Regions from separate parts of the Mus musculus genome. Here region 1 is linked to region 2. Evidence: chromatin contacts called from public Hi-C data. All regions are on one chromosome and are shown on one strand. The core of a region is the stretch at or near the end of the contact, and the rest is flanking DNA. Distances in the headings are between cores, read along the strand shown. Region 1 overlaps Rnf144b (ring finger protein 144B). Region 2 has its middle 22 kb from the start of A930002C04Rik.

Region 1 (3,248 bases), core at 420-2,919, 74 kb before region 2:
CTGTGACAAATGCCCCTCGCCTCAAGGGAGGAAGGTGACTATGTGTGCAGGTCCGCCACTCAGATGTCATTTATATTCAGACTAATATGAAATACCCTTTCAAAAGAGAGGTTTGTTTTTCCTGCTGTAACTGAAGACATTCACCAGAAGACGGAGCCACTTTATATGGAAGATTTTCTAATAAATGATTGAAAGGATTTGGGCTGGTTGCCATTCAGAAGTTTTCTAGAGTTCTATGTTTTATACAAACTGTGACTAAAAAAAGCACGTGGCCAGGGAATGTTCTGTACAGACATCAGATGCTAATGTACACATGTGATCCCCTGAATATATACATGCCCACTTAGGATACATTCCACCGCACATGTGATCCCCTGAATACATACATGCCCACTTAGGATACATTCCACCGCACATGTGATCCCTTGCATATAGACATCTCCACTTAGGGATACATTGCACTGCAGAGGCAAGGCTGATGATAACAGGTCTTTGATAACAGATCTAAAATAGCAGCAGTTTAACAATCTAGTCACCTAGTTACCGGGGGAAACAGAACAGGCCCTGAATACTCTCCCCGGCTTCCAGGAGAGGTCTCTGTTAACGTGGAACACACACAGTTCTTATGAAGCACCGGGCTGCTTTGCTAATGGCAACTGTATACTGCTAGAGGAAAAATATGCTCATCTTTTCAAAACCTATTTGCTGATTAATTGTATAACAGGCAGGATGTATCACACTGAGGTGACACAAATCCCAGCAACTGAAGACACCTGAACTGTTTCCATCCGATTGCTTGTTGTCACACGAAATTCTTGAGAGCACAGAAAGTACTCAGATTGTCTGGACAGCTCCTGGGAGACCAAGACTAAATTAGGCTGAGTGAAGAGCTGCTCTACATTGTGTCTGAAAGTATGTAAATAACCTGAATATCACTTTACAGAGGCATAAAACCGCACTAGGGGTTGTTGTAAAAGACTTTTGAGTCTACCCTCTTGAGTAAGTTAGGAACTTTATAACAAAAATTCACATGTGTACTAAGTAAATAAAACCAACCCCCCCCAAAAAAAAACCCCTCTTATGCTGATAAATATATCATTTTAGTCCTAGAAAGGGAAAAGGTCTTTTAAAATAATCTTATTTTGTGTTATCCATTAAATATCTACACATGTGCCCAGCTGGAGTCACATGGGCTCTATATGTGTGAATGGACTACAGTGTCTACTGTTGATGCACACTGTCTGGTCCAACTCCTGATCTGTTGGGAATATGACCACAGAGCCCAAGAAAGGACCCTGCTGTCTACAAGGAAAGCTTTGGAGCTTTCCCCTTTCATCCCGTAGAAAACGCTTTTTAGAGACCACAGCTGCTGGCTGACTGTGAGCGGTGAACACTGGTTCACCTTAGAAGAATAACATCTGCCAAACAACAGACACTGAATGAGGCCATGTTGCCTTACAAGTTACAACCTCTTCCTGGGAAGGGACAACTCCCTCTGAACGGCAGTTTCTCCTGCCTGGAGATGAGATCACACGGGGAGAGAGCTGCTATGTTTCTGCCAAGTCACTGTGGAAACGCTAAGAAGTGCACACGCGGTAGCCAGCATAGGCATGCCAGTCAGTGTGTCAGCTCCTGAGATAAGCAGCGGCTCCACTGCTCACAGAACGTGTTATTATGCAGTATCATCCTTCCCTCCGGCTCTGGGCCTCTGCCATGTGTCTTGTGGCAGTGGAACCAACACAGACGTTTGCTCAGTTTGCAATGCTGCCAAGTGCGGCAATACCGCCATGACTACAGTGAGTATTCACCCAGGCTCCTTGGTTTGGATGGAAGATGAGCAGCCTGGTGGGATCCTTTGGAGGGTAAGATGGTGATGTTTTAGAGTCTCCCAGGCTAAAGCAAAGTTCCCAACCTGCTCCACAGACACAGTCCGGACTGTGGGGCTGCTTCTTGATACACAGGCACACTCATGCCCCGGTGCGTGGCCTTTTCCAACACCGAATGCTTTCAGGTAGGTTCAAAGTCTGGGCAGAGGCACTTCCAAAGTTTGGCAAGGAGAAGGAGGCAAGGCTGCTAAGTGGGGCTTTTACCAATGTGCTGTCTCATGTGACCCGGATGTCTGCGCAGGTGACTTTAGGTTGTGGATGGATCATGCTTTTTCTTCTTGCCGCGACAGGACTTGCAGACACAGCAGATTATACAGGGAGAGGCCAGGAGCAGCAAGGGTGAGGTCACCAAGGCAATGACACCTAATCCCACAAGGATCCCCACTACCTGGAAATTGAAGAGAAAACCCTATGTCAGCAGGTATGTCATCTGAGATGTATACATTCCCCCAAGTGTAACAACAGCCTCTACAGTCTGGATGCTGTGCCCACCCTGCCATGCCTGTCGAAACCCTAATACTCAGTGCGATGGCACTTGGAGTGGGGAGCCCTGGGTGACACTGTGAGACCCTGGTGACACTTGGGAGCCCAAGAGCTTGCCTCCATTCTTAGCTTTCTAGCATGGGAGAACACGGTGAGAAAGCTGTCATCTATGAACTGGGAAGAATGCTGTGAGTGTAACCTTCACGGCCAACTGTTCTGGATTCAGAGTCATCTAAGAGGCACACCTCTGCGTGGAGGGGGACATTTCCAGGCAGGGCTAACTGGGGAGGGAAGACTCGTGATGATGTTCCATAAGCTGGGCATTGGACTGACTGAATAACAAAATTTTAAAAAGAAGAAAGGCAGACCAATGCTATCCTATCCTCTCTCCCTGACTCCTGTTCTGCTGAGACATGAGGAGTCCCGACCTCAAGTTCCTACCACCATGAACTCTGCCATGCCCTCGCGGTCAGGACAGACTGTATCCCTTCAAACCATGAGCCAAATTATGCCCCTGCTTCTCTAAGTCCTGAGACAAGCAACCAACACAAGGACCCATTCGCAGACCCTGCCCACGCTGATACCTGGTCCTCAGACTGCCAGCAGCCAGGACAAGGATGAATCATCTCAGCTGTTTCAGTCACCCAGGCTATGATAATCTGTTAGGTGAATGGCTAGGATACTGTCTCAGGCAATTTTAGCAATGACATCGCTGGACACAAACTACAAAGGACTACATCGAGGGTGAGAGCAAACCAAATGTTAACACAAGCTGAACCATAAACTCTAAACTCTGAGCTGTGGCTGTTGGCTCGTTCTCTATTGGGGCTTCCTCAACAGTCTCACAGGGGCATTAATAATGATCATCGTTAGGATGTG
Region 2 (3,148 bases), core at 22-2,521:
CTTCCCTGAGAGAGACACAGCTGAGAACTTCTCCTGGTGTTCCTCCGGGTCCCTGCTGCTGACTTGAGCAGAGGCTGAGGCCTGGCTGTCTCTGCTAGGTCACGTCACGGCTGCTGATTTGCTATCCCAATTCTACTGAACTGGACTGCTGGTGTATCTGTGAGTGTTTGCAAGTGGGTTGAGCTGCGGCTGCTGACCTTTGAACTGAACTGCCGATTTCCAGACAACATAGGTGGGGGTTGCTCCAAAGAACCTTTCTAAACAGGTCCAGTTCTTCCCCCAACCCCCAACTCCCATATTCTTTATTTTCCACTACCTCTGGTGGGTGGTGGGCTACAAGGGAGGTTAAAGCTTTAAGAACCATCATTAAAAATAAGGTTTTTTAAAAAATAAAAGTTACCCTCCATAGTAATTATACTCCATAAAATTGCTGTCTGTGTGTTTGTGTTTTGAGACAAGAGTCTCATGTAGCCCCAAGCTGTCTTTCACCTCACTTTGGAGCTAAGCATGTCCAAGTTCTGGGGTTGCAGGCATGCGACCACTATGCTTGGTTCCCACATAGAATCTCAAGGAGTCTCTTTTCTTCACCATTTGCGATATCCCCAGAGGTGGCTGTAAGCATAGGCTGATGCCACTGGTGAGTCTGCTGATGTGCACGTGGCAGAACTGAAATAAGCCCCAGTGGCGTTATCTGCTGGAATATGTGGTAGCTTCATAGGCCTGAAACTATAGGGGACACCAGACAAGAAAGTTACTGACGCCAACTGGCCACCAGTTCAGAAACATTCTCTTATAGACTCACCTCTGTCCAGAGTCAACCCTGAACCTCCCAGGCTGAGTAATTGCTCTCTCGGTATCTTAAAGTTACTGGGACTTAGGGGTGCTGACTCATCCTGGCAGAAGTGAGTGGATACAATACAACAAAACAGGATGCCAGCCTGTCGGGCAAACCCAACAGGCTGAGCCGGATCGGGTGAGGCCTGAGAATGTACATTCTAGCGAGGGATCCGTTGCTGGGGCTCCATGAGACCCACACATTAAGTAGCCTTAGTCTAGGCCAGCCACAGGGCAAGCGTGAGAAGCAGAGCTTACTGTTAAGTTGTCTCTGAATCTGGTCCTAGGAGAAGCCGACCACATGACTGTACAACAAATCAGGCTCTGGCTGCATCTGCCTGCATCCTAGAAATAAACCGACTACTGGCCCATGGTGGCTTCAGCAGTGGGTTTAACAAACAGCCCAGTGAGCTCAGCCACCCTGTGCTGGAGTACAACTGGCTTGGACTGTCGTCTGTGTCCCCAGCTTGTTTACCTGATTTCATCATCTGACCTCCTGCATTTGTGCAGCATGCAAAAACTCACACGGAGAGATTCAAAGCCTATTACAAACAAGACAACTGCCTGAAAACTACACCCATCAGGAGAAAGCAAGGCAGAGCTTTACCTACAGCCCAGGAATGAGCACGTTTCTAACTGATGTGCTCAGAATGGGAAGAACTCTGGATCTGGTGTTACTGGGTCAGCAATGCTCAGGAAAGGGGGAAACTGACGATTCACAAAGCCCTGCAAGCAGGAGCATTACAAGGAAAGTCTTCTTTGAAGGCAAATTCTGGGGCATCAATTGTTGTACCCCAACCCTGGGCGACTCCTGGGGGCTGGAGGGGGGGGGGGCTGACTTAGCAGGCTGCAGCTGGGCTTATACATTAGCACTTTAAGCACACACCCCAGTCGATTTTGAGACGAGCTGTAAGTCTGGCTTTCTACTTTAGTGGTTTACAATCCTGGCCCACATTAGGAGCATCTCTAAGACTAGGAGGAAGTGTGAGTGGGAAGAGTCCTTATGTGTGCCCCTAGCTCCCAATACCAACAGGATCAAAATGTCAGTAGTTGAGATTCAGGCAGAATGGTTTCTGGAGCTTCCTGGGTGTTTTGATGCTTATTGTCTCCAGGTGGTGGTATCTTTCTGGGTTGTTAGGCATTGAGATTCTAACATCCCTCCCTCTGGGGAGATTGAGGTTTAGGTCTGGGGCAAGGTCCACGGCAAGCACATGCGTTGAGCAAATGCCCCAGGTGACTCTCATCTGATGTTTGTGAACTGTGCATGTCTTACCTTGTTGACTCAGAAACTGATCCTTGGAAAGGCTGGCGGGTGTTCTCACCACACCCCCCAATTCAGAGCTCCCCACGCCTGTCTTGGAGAATCTAAGCTTAAAGGGAAGGATGTCTTGCCTAATACTGCACATCAATAAAACCCAATGCTTTACCGCTGAGCCCCTATAACCCCACGCTTGCAACTAATATAGCAAAGTATTTCCCCCGTATTTAAATACTGCAGACAGCCACTCAGCACTATATGCCAGGCAAGCATTTGTATGAGCAACTAGTAGAATAAATAATTTAAGGTTTGCAACAATATGCTAAACAGGAATCACATGAAATGCTAACTTTGTAGACAAGGAAACTGAGGCACAAAGGTGAGTATACATTGCCTCTTAAACCATCCTTTACCTGAAATATGAATTCAACCCCCACCCCAGGGAAGATAGAGGTCCACTATCTTACCCTAGCCTATCATAGCTCTATAACCTTGAGAGGGAGCAGAAGTTTAAGGGTCTGCGATGCTACTGGCTGTCTGAAAAGCAAGCACCAGAAAAATTTTAGTGGCACATGCCCATAATCCAGGCACTTGGGAGGCAGGGGCAGGTAGATCTCTGTGAGTTCCAGGAGAACCTGGTCTACAGAGTGAGTTCAGCTACATAGTGAAACCCTGTTTTGAAGAAAGAAGTAAGAAAGGGAGGGAGTAAGTTAGGAAAGAAAGGAGAGAGAGAGAGTGCGAGCGAGCGAGTAGGCAAGCTAATGATTGTTCTATCTCTACCAAGTGCTGGGCTCCAACCTATATTATTTCATATAATCACTTAACCCCTACTGTCATGGACACAGAATACCACTTTCCATAGTGGCAGAAAGAACTGCATTGACAGATAACACTATATAAATGGGGAGAGCAGTAGGCAAGCCAACAATCTCTCCCAAGTGGCTTTGGTAGGCTAGAAACTGAAGAAGACTGGTTGTGGGTGCATGTTGGGGCAAGAGGACACTGGGAAGTGGCTAGGGTTGGGTAGGGAAGGAGACTTGAAGGAAGGGAAGCTGT

Evidence for each region. A called contact is a pair of places that touch in the nucleus more often than the background predicts.
Region 1: a contact with region 2 is called in a Hi-C map of liver, with 2.0 times the contacts expected there. The contact joins two enhancer-like sites. A contact is called at or near these places in 13 of 484 Hi-C or Micro-C datasets (the Patski cell line, bone marrow-derived macrophages, cerebral cortex and 6 more) and 4 of 115 datasets of contacts at active chromatin or transcription factors (bone marrow-derived macrophages, embryonic basal ganglia, hepatocytes and 1 more).

Annotation. Positions count from the first base shown.
Region 1 is chr13:47,243,387-47,246,634 of GRCm38.p6, reverse strand. Rnf144b (ring finger protein 144B) reads right to left here. Exons shown (of 8, transcript NM_001170643.1): 8 at 1-2,274. The coding sequence ends at 2,134. Among named protein-coding and RNA genes, the nearest start is that of Gm52039, 7.4 kb to the right of the region's middle. Within about 2 kb of position 1,669, at least 61 of the 459 cell types and tissues checked have an H3K27ac peak or open chromatin away from gene starts, as enhancers often do. A contact at or near this core is called in hepatocytes and liver, where this site is marked.
Region 2 is chr13:47,169,139-47,172,286 of GRCm38.p6, reverse strand. It overlaps a transcript of Rnf144b not described here. Among named protein-coding and RNA genes, the nearest start is that of A930002C04Rik, 22 kb to the right of the region's middle. Within about 2 kb of position 1,271, at least 49 of the 459 cell types and tissues checked have an H3K27ac peak or open chromatin away from gene starts, as enhancers often do. A contact at or near this core is called in hepatocytes and liver, where this site is marked.